Linked DNA regions of Ovis aries: region 2 is linked to region 1. The links are chromatin contacts, called in public Hi-C maps. All regions are on one chromosome and are shown on one strand. The core of a region is the stretch at or near the end of the contact, and the rest is flanking DNA. Distances in the headings are between cores, read along the strand shown.

What was found. A called contact is a pair of places that touch in the nucleus more often than the background predicts.
Region 2: a contact with region 1 is called in a Hi-C map of muscle, with 3 times the contacts expected there. The contact joins the promoter of LOC101121285 here to the promoter of SDHAF1 in region 1. A contact is called at or near these places in 5 of 16 Hi-C or Micro-C datasets (hypothalamus, liver, muscle and 1 more).

Annotation. Positions count from the first base shown.
Region 1 is chr14:45,970,202-45,977,535 of ARS-UI_Ramb_v3.0, reverse strand. It overlaps SDHAF1 (succinate dehydrogenase complex assembly factor 1), which reads right to left and starts at 3,325. Exons shown (of 1, transcript XM_004015648.5): 1 at 2,241-3,325. The coding sequence starts at 3,231. The coding sequence ends at 2,875.
Region 2 is chr14:46,108,443-46,115,497 of ARS-UI_Ramb_v3.0, reverse strand. It overlaps LOC101121285 (cytochrome c oxidase subunit 7A1, mitochondrial), which reads left to right and starts at 1,474. Exons shown (of 4, transcript XM_004015188.5): 1 at 1,474-1,528; 2 at 2,214-2,300; 3 at 2,435-2,519; 4 at 2,882-3,020. The coding sequence starts at 1,514. The coding sequence ends at 2,937. It overlaps CAPNS1 (calpain small subunit 1), which reads right to left. Exons shown (of 13, transcript XM_012190219.5): 7 at 6,243-6,311; 8 at 6,059-6,137; 9 at 5,802-5,918; 10 at 4,285-4,343; 11 at 1-4,093. The coding sequence ends at 4,067.

The sequences.
Region 1 (7,334 bases), core at 2,076-4,575:
CCTCTCATAATTCCTAGAAAGCCCTCAAGCAGAAGAGCAGAGATGCAGGGGCTCGCAGCAGGAAGCTGACAATCTCTTGGGAACCCTCCTCTGCAGCTACAAGTGAACTCAAGTAGACAGGAGGGATATGGGGTTGGGACATCACCCTCTGCTGCCACAGGTATTTAATTCACTGTGTCATAATGATGACTGCACCATGATATTAAAAGATGCTTGCTCCTTGGAAGAAATGCTATGACCAACCTAGACAGTGTTTTCAAAAGCAGAGACATCATTTTGCCGACAAAGGTCTATATAGTCAAAGCTGTAGTTTTTCCAGCAGTCACGTGAGAGTTTGGACTATAAAAATGGCTGAGTGCCAAAGAATGGATGTTTTCAAAGTGTGATGTTGGAGAAGACTCTTGAGAGTCTCTTGGACAGCAAGGAGATCAAACCAGTCAATCCTAAAGAAAATCAATCCTGAATATTCACTGGAAGGACAGATGCTAAAGCTCCAATACTTTGGCCACCTGACGCAAAGAGTCGATTCACTGGAAAAGACCCTGATGCTGGGAAAGACTGAAAGGAGGAGAAGGGGAGGACAGATAAGATGGTTGAATGGCATCACCAACACAATGCAGACGAGTTTACTCAAACTCAGGGAGATGGTAAAGAACTGGGAAGCCTGGTGTGCTGCAGTCCATGGGGTTGCAGAGTCAGCCACAACTTAGCGACTGAACAAAAACATACCATAACAGCTGCATAGTTAGTGTGCCCATTTGGCAGATAAGGATGTTGAGGCACAAGGAGATTAAATCACTTGCCTCTGATCACATAATCAGTGTTAGAACTGCGATTCAAACCTAAGCATTCCAATTCCGGAGTCCAAGCTCTTAATCACCCGACATTCACCCTGTAACTCCCTTCTGACCAGGACACCCAGCCCCAGTGAGAACTCAATCACTGCCTGCAACCCTGCCAGAAGCTCCCATCCTGGACCTTATTAGGGTTCAAGATCTTGGAGCCAGGAATGAGCAGGAGGAAGAGGAGAGAGATACAAGGGGAAGAGGAGGGAGATGCAGGTGGAGCTCTAATTCAGGCTGGATGGGTAGGACTTAACTCCACTAGCCACTTTCAAGATTTTGGTTTTTACTCTGAAATGCAGCCAGGCCAGGATTAATAGCAACACCCTGGTGGAAGAAACTGAGGTGGACAGATGAACACGGGCATGGAGGCTGAGTACCAAGCAGAGACAAAGCTGAAGTAGAAGCCACTTGCATGAACTGCACAGCCTGTGCTCTGCGGCACTCCAGGCCCCAGCATTTCTCCCCTTCGCCCTCTCCAGGCCTTTACCCACACGGTCCCCCTGCTTAGCTTATCCCTACATTCTGGCAAACACCTCATAATGCTTCAGATTTCAACCTCATTTTATAACTATTTGAGTATCTGCCTCCCCCACTGGGACTGGGGGAGAGACTGTATTTCTCTTCGGTCCGTCCTACCTTTGGAGCTTCCCAGGTGGTGCAGGGGTAAAGAACCTGCCTGCCAATGCGGGAGACCCAAGAGACGTGGTTTCAATCCCTGGGTTGAGAAGATCCCCTGGAGTAGGAAACAGCAACCCATTCCAGTATTTCTGCCTGGAAAAAACTCTATGGACAAAGGAGCCTCACAGGCTACAGTCCACGGGGTTATAATGAGTCAGACCCAACTGAGCAGCAGGCATGCCAGGGCATCCTACCTTTGATTTGAGCTCTGAGTTCCTTTCCTGAGGTCCTCCTCCTCTCAACTGCTTTTAATGGGTGCAAATACAGCTGAGGGCTACAAAACGCAGCACCTCAGGGAATGTCTAGGGCACGTCCCTGTGGGGGCATGCGAAGAGCTATGTCTGTGGCCTATGGGTCCACCTCTCCTTTCCCACCCCTAGGCCTTGCTAACAGTTCCAGCTTGTAGCTGAGGCTGGACTCCTTAGCAAGGTTTGAGGGTCCCACTACTACTGCAGGGATTACCAGCCAGGCCTCCTCAGCCCCACCATTCCTCTTCCGCCTCACTACCCCCCATTAAGGGGTCAACAGGGGCTTCCTTGGGGGTCAAACCAGGGTGGCTTCCCTCCATGGATCTGCCCAGGAGAAAGAACTATGCTGCTCCAACCAATCTGCCATTCTAGAGGGTTCCCCACACCCATCCCTTGCCAGAGGGTCACTTCTTGATAACCCCCAAAATCCCCCAAACACATCAAATCTTTACCACCACCAACAGGGAAGTAAGCACACCCCCATTTTATTGCCTTTTTGTCCAACAGTCCTGAGCAGGGAAAGGGGCAGGAATCGGGGTGGAGAGGGGGAGGTTTCACCCTCAGAACCATCATGCAGAGGTCTTAAGGCGGTCTTTAACTGATTAGCGGGGTGAGAAACCCCTTACCCCCTTCCTCACCAATCCCAGTTGGTCTCAGTGGAGTAAAGATTTTTCTGAGGGGGTTTCCAGGCTTCTCACCAGTCCATCAGGGCATCGTCCCAAACTCCTCCTCATCTGCTCTTCTCAGAGTTAAGTACAGGAGAGAGGAGTCTCTTTGAGGAGCCGCCAGTGGTATTTCTCAGGGTTCTAGACAAGGGCGTGTCAAGTCTCTTTCCGTCCAACAGCGGGGCGTCTTGGCTCCCCAGGCCTTAGGGTAAGCAGCTTTTAGTTTGACAGCCCGCCCCAAGCCTCATTGGTTAAGTCTGACCCGGTACCATACAGCAAGTAAAGCCGGGCATTTCTCGCCATCGCACCCCACGTCCCAGGAGAGCTCTTCAACTACCTCAATCTGTCGATCTAGTTTCTCAAGACCTCTCACTTTCCATCGGGGGGCTCCCCCGGTCCTCCAGTCCCCCTGAGCCATCGGCAGAGCCCTTCAGCCGGTCACCGTCCATCCAGCGGGGTCTTCGGTGTCCTTATGCTGTCTAGCGGTCTCCTCCGGTCGTCACCTTCATTGGACAGGGTCCCTGGGGCCCCCGCGCCGTTGGACTCCTCGGTCGGGTCCTGCGTACGGACGAAGGCACCCATGGCCGTGGCGTGGCCCGAGCGTAGCATCTGGAGCTGGCGCCGACCGCGGCGGTACAGGTACTCAATGCGAAGTACGTCTGAGCGTGGCAGGCAGGCGTGCTGCCGGAATTCAGCCCGCACCCGTGCCTCGGCGCCCGGCTTCCCGCGCCCGGCGCGCAACAGCTCGCGGTACAGGCTCAGAACTTGCCTCTGCAACCGGCTGTGCCGGCTCATGGCAGCAGCTGGGCCGCGGGGCACGGAGCGGCGCACGGGAACAGGCGGCAGAAGCGGTGAAACACCGCCACAGGCACTTCCGCCTCCCGCTCCCAGCTTTGCGGCGCCGTCGCGCCTCATAGGTCGTCGCTGCTGCTACGTCACAATGTTGTGAGTAAGGGGCGGAGCTAATGGTTCACTGGCCCGCCCCACTGGACATCAGTGTCCTTGAGAGGACGGTACTCCTGAGGGCCTGGAGGAGGAGGACGCTAGACGCTGAGACTCTTAGGTTTGGGGTCGGAAGAGACCAGGGGATCCTGACCTGACTCTTGGGTCCTGCGAGTGGAGAGAGCTAGAGGTTAGGGTCCTTGTGTTCCCCAGAGCGCTGGGGGCACGGGGAGAGAGAAGACGGGCACACACGTGGGTTTATCCTCATTTATTAAAGCAACCATAGGAAGCTCCGTGAGTCCCCACTCCCAGAGCAAGTGTACATCGAAGGCCCCAACCCCTGGGGAGAGGAATACCCGGTAAAGTGTTGGGTCACAGCCGGCAGAACAAGCCTCTCGGTGCTGAGAATATACCGTGGGCTATAAGCCCCCAAACGCAGCCTGTTTGGGCCGGTAGCGCTCTCTGCCGACGTGAGTCGGATCTGAGGGTAGGAGAGGGAGGGGCCTCCCTAGCTGTTGAAGCGGAGTCCAGCCCACAAGGAACTCTTCGACTATGTTGGCACTCCGCAGACCTGCAGGCAGTATCAGGTAGTCAGCTGCAATTCCGTTATAGTTCCCGCAGGCTATTCGGAGGCGTCCTCGTAGCGCTGGGAGGCCCGCAAGGCCACGACCCGCTCAGCACCCTACCAGCACCTACCAGCACCTACCGGCACCCGGAGCGTGGGGAACCAGGCAACGATAACCCGGGACCCCTCCGCCCAGCGTGCGACCACGCCCCCGCACATCTGGTCATGGGTTCTTCCGCAGGAGGCTAGGCTAGTCAGGGGCTGAGGAGAGGGCCTGAGTCTGGGAGTCGATCAGTTCAGTTCAGTTCAGTTGCTCAGTCGTCTCCTCTCACCTCATGGACGCCAGGCTTCCCTGTCCCTCACCAACTCCCAGAGCTTGCTCAAACTCATGTCCATCGAGTAGGTGATGCTATTCAACCATCTCATCCTCTGTCCTCCCCGTCTCCTCCTGCCTTCAATCTTTCCCAGCATCAGGGTTTTTTCTAATGAGTCAGTTGTTCGCATCAGGTGGCCAAAGTATTGGAGTTTCAGCTTCAGCATCAGTCCTTCCAATGAATATTCAGGACTGATTTCCTTTAGGATTGACTGGTTTGATTTCCTTGCAATCCAAGGGACTCTCAAGAGTCTTCTCCAACACCACAGTTCAAAAGCATCAATTCTTTGGCTCTCAACTTTCTTTATAGTCCAACTCTCACATCTATACATGACTACTGGAAAAACCATAGCTTTGTTTAGATGGACCTTTGTCAGCAAAGTAATGTCCCTACTTACTATGCTGCCTAGGTTGGTCATAGCTTTTCATCCAAGGAGTAAGTGTCTTTTAATTTCATGGCTGAAGTCACCATCTGCAGTGATTTTGGAGCCAAGTCCATGAATTCTCCAGGCCAGAATACTGGAGTGGATTGCCATTCCCTTCTCCAGGGGATCTTTCTAACCCAGGGATCAAACCCAGGTCTCGAGCATTGCAGGCAGATTCTTTACCAGCTGAGCCACAAGGCGAGCCCTGGGAGTCAATAGGGAGATCTGAAACCGCTGTGATTCCTGCTGGTATCTCTCTGTCAGAAACACATACCAGGTTCTTTGCTAGAGGAATAAGGTCGGATTTGCTTTAAAATCCTACAGCACAAGCAAAACAAAGAGTGGGAGGAAAAGATGAAAGCAAGCACGGCAAAATATTTGTAACTGTAATGGGGTTTCATAACACTATTCTTTTGTGATGCTTGAAATTTTTCATAATAAACACTGTCTCAGAAGGGAACTTTAGAGAGAGAAAAAAAAAAAGCCTCTGGAAACTGTCACATCTCTCATCTATGTCTTCATAATCTAGTAACTGTTTACTGAGCACGTACTCTGTGCCAGGCACTCTTTCAAGTGCTGTAATATTTTATTTATAAGATAATGTATAACAGTAGGTTAATAAAATGTGTAATATAATACGATGCAATTGGTATTTTAATATATTGTCACCTAATTTATATTATTTTATGTAATCCATTTATTTGAAAATAGTAAATATTTAAAACAGTTTATTAAACATTTAATGTTTTAAGTGATATTAAATCCTCATCAACACTCTGATGAGACGGTCTGTACCATATGACTCTTATGAAGCCGAGGCCAAAGAAGTAACATAGCCTGCCCAGCTTCACATACCTGGTAAGTGGCAAAGTTAGGTTTTGAACCTCGGGGATCAGATTTCATGACCTCTAGTTTTAACAACTCTGCTACACATACTGAAGGCTTCCCAGCTGGTGCTAGAGGGAAGGAATCCATCTGCTAGTGCAAGAGGCACAGGAGACGTGGGTTCGATCCCTGGGTCAGGAGGATCTCATGGAGGAGGGAGTAGCAGCCCACTCCAGTATTCTTGCCTGCAGAATCCCATGGACAGAGGAGCTTGGTGGGCTACGGCCCAGAGGGTTGCAAAGAGTCAGACACAACCAAAGCAACTTATCATGCATATACATACTGCCTCGCCAAAGATAAAATAAAAATGGTTACAAGAGCAATCACAGCTCATACTTACTAAGCACTTATGCCAAGCACTTTATATATATCTTCACAGCTACCCTGTATGGTGGGTACTGTTCTTATCACTACTTTTTGTGGATGAGCAAACAGGCATAGAGAGAGGCTGAGTCACTTACCCAAAGCTACACTAGAAGTTTAGGAGACACAGTCAGGAGTCTCTTGACCCTTGAACCAAAGGGTCAAGCTTACCTGTCTGGCTTAGCTTACCTGACAGTTGTGGTTGATGTCCAAGCTGTTCTCTCCCATCCTCCCACCCCTACACTGAACTCACAGATGATTCTATTTCTCATCATGAGATTTCAGGTTTGTTTTCCCCTTACTAATAAATAGCATTCTGGGACTTCACCAGTGGTCCAGTGGTTAAGAATCACCTTCCAATGCAGGGGACTTGGGTTTGAACCCTGGTCGAGGAACTAAGATCCCACATGCCGTGAGGTAAGGCCAAAAAAATAAATAAATAAAAACAACAAACAAAGGAACTCCCAAAACTATCCATTTTGCCTTCCCAGATCCCAGCTCTGCTGTTGCTCTCCTGCTTTCAGGAAGCAATGCATCCTCTATCCTGACATCTCTTCCTGCTGGATTCCCAACCTCTCCTTGTCTGGCTTCTGCCCATCAGCGCTGAAACATCCCTAAGTTTCTCCCATCTCAAAATAATATTGATAAAAATTAGTTCTAAGATATCCTTGCCTTCTGGCTCGTCCTAGCTGATCTTATTATAATTTGTTCCATGCCATTGGGGCATGCAGGATCTTAGTTACCCAAACAAGGATCACGTCTATGCCTCCTGCATTGGGAATGTGGAATCTTAACCACTGGAGCTCGAGGGAAGTCCCCTAGCTGATCTTTATTCTCCCCTTTCTGCATGGATACCTTGTCAAGAGAGGTGTCTATGCTTGCTATCTCCAGCTGTCTCATTCCTCAACCCTGCAGTCCAAGAGCTGCCTCCTGATGTGTTGTGTGATAGAAGGAGCCTGTGTTTCTGAGTTGGAGGAAATGAGCTGGTTTTACTTGGGCTGTTCATGAGAGAGCAATAAGCTTTTATCAAGTTTAAGTCCCTGTAATGTTGAGCCTCTGTTATAGCTCTTGGCCCCAAAAGTCTAATTAATATAGATGCTAATGAAACCATTTACCTCGGATTGGCGCTTGATCCCATGTGCTGGAACTTGAACCCAAGTGGCTGGGCCTTGAGCCCAGCTAAAACCTTGCTTGGGAATCTAACCCATGTGGCTGGGACTCAAGCCAAATCCATGGTACCCAGCAAAAACCCATGGTACCCAGTTCCAGGACCTAATGAAGCTCAGGTTCTTGATGCCTCATCACAGAAAGAATTCAGTGAGAAACAAAGTGATAGGTAAGAAGT
Region 2 (7,055 bases), core at 225-2,724, 140 kb before region 1:
CCCAGGTGACTGTAAGAGCTTGGACTCACCCCAGGGTATCCCTTGCTCTAGGGAGCATGACAATGAATAGCACATTAAAAACACCATGACAGGTTAAGAACAATCATGGAAGAAAGGAAAATGCTTTCTATCTTAGTATTTTTATTTTTTTAATATCTATTTATTTGGCTGTGCCACATCTTAGTTGCAATATGTGGGATCTAGTTCCCTGACCAGGGACCGAACCCGTACCCCCTGCCTTGGAAGCGCAGAGCCCCAACCGCTAGACCACCAGGCAAGTCCCAATATCTTAGTATTTTTAACAGAGGTTTTTTTCCTTTCCGTTTGCTGTTTGAAGGAGGGGTCCCACATTTTCATTTTGCACAGGGCCCCATACATCAGTTTGCAGTCCTGCTTAGAGGGCACTCCTTCAGCCTTTCCAACATTTCTGGTATCCCAACCAAGAGCAATTTCTGTTTTCTTCCCTGAACACTGATCCTACACAGCTGCAGGTAACAGGGGACAGCTGGGGGAATGAGCACATGTGTGGCCACTTTCTGGATGACTGGAAATATCTAAATGAGTAGAATCTAGGAGGAGCACTGAAGCCCTACTTGGTTAAGTAGGTGGGAGTGACCAAGTTAGAGAACATTTGGCTTATACCGTATATCCTTTGACGAATATTTATCAAATCCACCCATTTGTCAGGTGCTGGGGATGCAGTGGAGTCTAAAGTCAACAGACAGAGCAACTACACTGTTTTCCAGGGTGAAGAAGAGTGTGGAGGTGGGGGTAAGATGAAGCAGCAGAGACGATTGCTATAGCACAGTCATTTTGTGCGCATGTTTAACTTAAGCAGTCAGCTACGTGGGTTCACAATAAACAAAGATAATGAAAAATAATTATTTAAACAAGGAAATTATCCTGCCCTTCATTCCACTTAATAAATAAGCAGCGTATGCTCCCTCCTGTATGAGATATGGGCGTAATCTACTTCCTTGGGCCTCGTATCTCATCTGGATGTAGTGTGAGTTGAGTGTACTTTTCATACAACATAGTCCCTGAACCCAAAAATGAACATTGACATTTAGCTAAAGCCATAGCCATCTGTTACAACGTGGGAGGAAAATGGCATAATGAAAGATGGTGTCTTACCTTCCTTTAGTTGCTCTCAACATCAACCGGATAGGGAGAGATCCGGGGAACACAACGGAGGAACAGCACTTGCCCTAGCCGGATACCTCCGCAGAAACAACCCAAAAATGTATTCTCCGGGACCGCTTTCCTCTCCGCGTGGACCAACAGAATTCTGAGATGAGTAACAGATGGGTGCTCCAACCATTCGGCGCTGGGATGCGGGGATGGGGTTGCAGCGTCTTCCCCGCCCATCTATTGGACGAATCGGAAAGCGTCCTCCGGGACCGCGGTGTCCTGGGGCGCGCGGGGGCGTGGCCTGGGACTCCCCCGAGGGGAGGGCGCCGTCTGTCCTTGGGCAGAGAGGGGAGGTGACTCCGGCCGAAGAGGAGGACACAGGATGAGGGCCCTGCGGGTGAGGGCCCCTAAGGGTCGGGTTGTGGCCCCCAACTCGGAAACTCTCAGAAACTCTCACCCCTATTTGAGACTCTCCCCAAATTCCGGGATCTAGGGACTTGGAACGTGAGCCCCGTTCAGGGCTTGGGACTCCCTCCTATTAAGCCTGGGGCCCCTCTCCCCAGCTCCCAACCCAAAATCTTTTGAGACAGCCGGGGACTCGTTAACTTGACCAAAACCCCAGAGTTGGAACTTCTTCCCTTCATCCAGGGCTCCCTTAGCGTTCCTTCCCCTCTCCCTAACTTCTTAGGCTGCCGGGAAATTCCCTAAGCACCCCGATCCAGCCCTGCCCTTGCCGCGACCTGAGCTCCTCCCATTAACCCTGGGAACCGAAAAGAAAAAAAACCTTCTCGGGGCTGGGACCCGCGGAACGTGAGCCTGCCTTCTGGGTCCGATCCTCTAGACGGTCCGATAACCTTCAAGCCAGACCCTCTAGGCACGAGTCCCGTTCATCTAGGCCTTTCCTGCCAGGACACCCTCCCCCACTCACGCTGTCAGTTCGCATCTTGCCTTTGAGACGCTCCCATGGGACAGGAGTGTCCCCAAGTCAGAGCCTCGGAAAGTCTGACACCCTCCCCCCAAAGGGACCTCCTCCGGGACGCCCCTGCAGACTCCCTCAGTGTCCACCCATCCCCTCTGCACAGGTCTCCCAGGCGCTGGTCCGCTCCTTTAGCTCAACCGCCCGGAACCGCTTGGAGAACAGAGTAGCTGAGAAACAGAAACTCTTCCAGGTGGGCGGAGCGGGGGCGGGGCGGGGGAGGAGCCTGGGCCGCCGGCTTCGTCCCGAAGAGAAGTTGGGGGTGGCAGGAGCTTAAGGTCTGCGATGCTGACAGCGCCTTTCTCATCGTGTGCCCTCAAATTCCAGGAGGACAATGGTCTCCCGGTGCACTTGAAGGGCGGTGCAACAGACAACATCCTGTATCGAGTGACGATGACTCTCTGTCTGGGGGGTGAGTGCAGGGCCAGGCTCGGCCTGAACTGCGGGAGGAGGTGGCGGGGGAAGGGGCGGGTTCTGGCGCTAGGGTTTCGCCAGAGAATTGGATTCTGAGCTTGTGTGGACCCTATGGGAGCTTAGGCTGACAAATACGGAGGGAGCACCCCAGGGCTTGGGCTCCTGTCCCAGGGAGATGGCTGGGCTAGTGATGCATCTGGGGAGAAAGCCTGAAGCCTGGTCTGTATCAAGGTCCAGCATTTCCCCAGCTGAAGGGCAGTTTGGGAAGGGACTCGAGCTTGCAGCATGGGCTCAGAAGCAAGATGGGGCTCAGGGAGGGAACTGGGGCCTCATTCAGTATCCCCCACACTCCCTCCCTAGGCACTCTCTACAGCCTGTACTGCCTTGGCTGGGCCTCCTTCCCTCACAAGAAGTGAAACCAAGAAGTCTGCGGGACCCGAACAGGCATCAATAAATGTGCTGGTTTCCTGGGGAACCCAGCCCAGCTCCATGCTCCCTATTTGTGCCTCCTAGCCCATCCTTCCACCAGCAAGTCATCTCTGCCCTGTGGACAACCCTGGGACCCTCCTACTAGACTAGACTAGAGATGTCACTGCCTCTCAGCCCTCCCAGAAGCCCCAAACAGCATCCCTGGGCTGTCCCCTCAGGGTCTGGGGACCTGCTTTGTATCCTGGGATGGCACCCCCTCTCCCTGCAGAGGCCCGGGGTGGGGAAGAAGATCCTGAGCATAGTGTATGACATCAGAGAGGTAGAGGCACGTGGGGACAGACTCATTCAAGCACAGAAGCTGAGAGGGGCAAATATGGCCTTGGGGGGCACAGCCAGGGGGACACTGAGACCTCCCACAGGTCTGGCTCTTGCAGCAGAAGCAGAGATGGCCCAGACTTCTAGTCTTGGTTTCCATGGGATCTGAGCGAGATCTCAGCAAGAATAAGGCTACAGCTCAATTGGGATCCAGAATGAGAAAAAAGACTGGGACTAGGAGACACATACAGACAGGCTTCCTCTGCCTCAGAGTCAGAGCCACCCCTCAACTCAAAACAGGAGGCAGATATCGGAGAGAGCAGCAACTAGGGTACATTTATTTCCTCCTAGGCCTGGCAGCCTGGGAGCAGAATACAGACCAAGGCACTGGGGCATGTGGCCCTGTTTTGGCCTGGAGTTCAGGTGCCTGGGTGGTAACTGAATGGGTGTGCCTGGGTGTGGAGGGACTGGAGTGATCCTCCCAGAACTAAGAGAAGGGCCCTTGGGGTGTGGAAGCCACACAAATGTTGGGCTTGGCACAGGTGCAAGAGAAGGGTTATGGAGTAGACGAGATGGGTGTGCTGGGTGGGGGTGACTGGAGGGGCAAGGCGTGTTGAAGCATGTTGGGCCCTGGCTGTTGACTGAGAATCCAGATGCCAAGGGCTGAGAGGACAGAAAGGCCTGTGGGTCAGCAGGACCCACGAAGATGTGACTGCAGACAGAATCAGCCCTGGGGGAGACCGAAGAGTCCAAGGTGACTCCTACAGCGAGGTGATGAGGGGGCAGGCCTGGGGCTCCCATTCAGGAGTACATGGTCAGCTGCAGCCACTGGGGAAAGGAAGGGACAGACAGTGAGGAGCCGGGAACCCAGGAATACCAGCAGCCCTTCTCTGCTCTCACCCAGGGGTCTTTGGGAAATTGGGAGGGAGGGAGCCCTAGCTCCAAGCTGGTACATGGGGCTGAGGGGAGGGGCCCTCTGCTAGTATCCCCAATCCCAGGGTGGAGATGGGGGTTCTTACCTCCTGGATGTTCACCTGGATTTGTCCAGTGCCATCTTTGTCAAGAGATTTGAAGGCACCTGGGGAAAGGAAGGGTTGGTGGGACTGGCTTTTAGGATTAAAATATACTAATATATGATAATACTAACAGCTAGTAGTCTGTCTACTCTGGCAAGCACCTGTATAAAGTGCTTTCCGTGTATGAATTCATTTAACCCAATTTTGGGAGGTAAGTGTCATTTTAAAATAAGGCACAGAAAGGTGAAGTGATGTCCCTGTGTTACATAGAGAAAAAGGAAACTGGGATTGGAACCCAGACTGCTACTCATCTCAATAATGGCCTCCATATCTTGACCTTCACGCCCCTCATCACCCTCTGCCCAAGCCCCAGCCCCCTACCAACCTCCAGTTCCAGCTAAAACAATCTACTGGAAGGAGGCTCTGCATTTCCTGCTCCTACAGTCTGTTGTGGTCCCCACTCCTGCCCTGAAACTCATCTCCATGTTCCCCACTCACAGCCAAACCTGTATGTAAACAGGTGCCCACAGTCTGTGTGGCTCTCTCTCACTCACGGCTCAATTACCACCCTTGGGGGTCCACGCGTGTGGTACCCTGGACACTCCATGTGCAGCTAGCCCTCTTGCTGGTAAACCCCAGGCCATTTCTTGACCCTCTCATACATGGCTTTTGGCATCATCTGCCCTGTTGTCCTCTCCCACCTTCCCTTCATGTCCCCAACATACATGCCCCTTTTCTTCCCTGCATGCTCTTAATATACTGTCCGCCCTGGGCTCTTGGCATGCCAGGAGATCTTCCTAAAGGAAACCTGAGACCCTGTTCTTCCCCTGCCTAGACCCTGTTCACTGTCCGCATTAGTGTCTGAGCACCTTCAAACTTGGCATTCACAGCCCTGCATGGCCTGACCATCCCACTGCTCCTGCCCCCTCTCAGACAAATCTGCATTCAAATTCTAGCTTTGCAACTTCTAGCTAAGTGGCTGTGAGCAAGAAATTCGCCTCCTCAAACCCTAGGTTCCTCCTCCATGAAATAAATACTCTAACCATCACCGAGATCACCATCTCCTCTTTCCTTTCTAGGCCTTCACACAGGCTGTTCCCAATGCAACACTGCTCCCCACTCGCTTGCTGGGGTCACTTCTTACCCACCAGGTCTCAATTCACACATGCCCTCCCTCCTCCAGGAAGGCCTCCTTGATCACTTAAGCTACATCAGCTGCCTAGTTAAGTTTGAAGAGCTCCCAGTTACAAGTCTAAACCTGATCTACCCTGACCTTCCCCTCACAGCCCCCATCACTCTGCAAAGGCTTCCCCGATCCCAGACTTAACCATCCCGAGCTGCCACTGTCTGGTAATTTGCCTCTCCTGTGGACTGTGAGCAACATAAAGGCAAGAACATGGGCTGTTTCAGTCACTGCTGTGCCCCTAACACTGCCTACCTCAGTGTCAGGCTCAAAGGAGGCTTGGCCCAAGGAGGCTTGACAAATCCCCACCTGGGAAGAGAGCTGGGGTGTCACTTACGGAACATGGCATCCAGTCTGACCAGGCAACTGATGAAATTGTCAAAATCCATGTTCCCTCCCTCATCTGAGTAGCGTCGGATGATCATGTTGTAGAGATGTTCATTCAGGTGGAATCCTGAGAACGATTTAGTTAACAGGTGTGGGGGCCACATAGCCGAACCCTCTCCCAGCCCCAGGATTCAGGCTCAGACCAGATCAGTGGAGGCTGCCTCACCATTCCCACCCCCAGTCCCACCATGTTCCTGCCAGCCACACCTGCTGCCTCAAAGGCCCCTGGGAGTTCACTGCTGCCAATGGTCCCTGAACGGTCAACATCAAACTGTTTGTATATGGCCTGTGGGGACAAGGAGGTCAGGATTCAGCTGGGCCTCATGGGGCGTGGCATTTCCAAGGCTTGGGGCACTGTCTTTGTGTCAGTCGTTTCAGAGGCCGAACACACCTGCCACTTTTTGATGTTGTTCCACAAGTACTTGAATTCTTCAAAGCCCAGTTTACCAGTCGTATCACTCTGGTGGGAGGGTGTTAAGAATAGCCATACCCAGAAGTGTGGACAGTGTACATGATGATGGTAAGGGCCAAGCAGGGGAGCCTGGGCTAAAACCCCAGCTCCCATCCCACCCTCGTCCTGTCACCTTGTGTGTGGCTTCATTGTTCTTTTTGCCCATAGGCACTTTAGTTTGTATTTCTAAATGATAAAGACTCTCTTTACACATAATCACATGAAATCCTCATTTATAACATTCTTTGATAGTAATTCAAACTTACAAATGTTAGGACATGTAAAACACCAGGGTATCTTAGAACTCTAGGGAAATGAGGTGATAAGAGTAAATACCTGACGTACTTGTGATAAAAAGTGAAGGAGATATTGGTATAAAGCCCTCACTCAGCTCAGGGCTGGCACTTGATAAATTCTCAGTAAACAGCAACAATGGCCAAGACTTACCACATGACTTCAGATAGTGCTAAACTTCTCAGGAACATCACTTGTCTCACTAAATCCTCAAGATCCCAGCCCCATCAGTATTGTATCTGGGTGACAGAGAAACAGCTTCAGAGCTGAAAAATCTACCCAGGTGAGATCATAGTAACAGTTAGTGTGTGGAGACCACTTACTCTGTGCTACCCACTGTGCTAAGCCTTTTGCATGAAACGCCAATTTGGTATCACCATTATCATTCACCCAATTTTATCAAGAGGTAAACTGAGGCACAGAGAGGTTCAGTAACCTTGCTAGGAGGCTGAGCTGCAT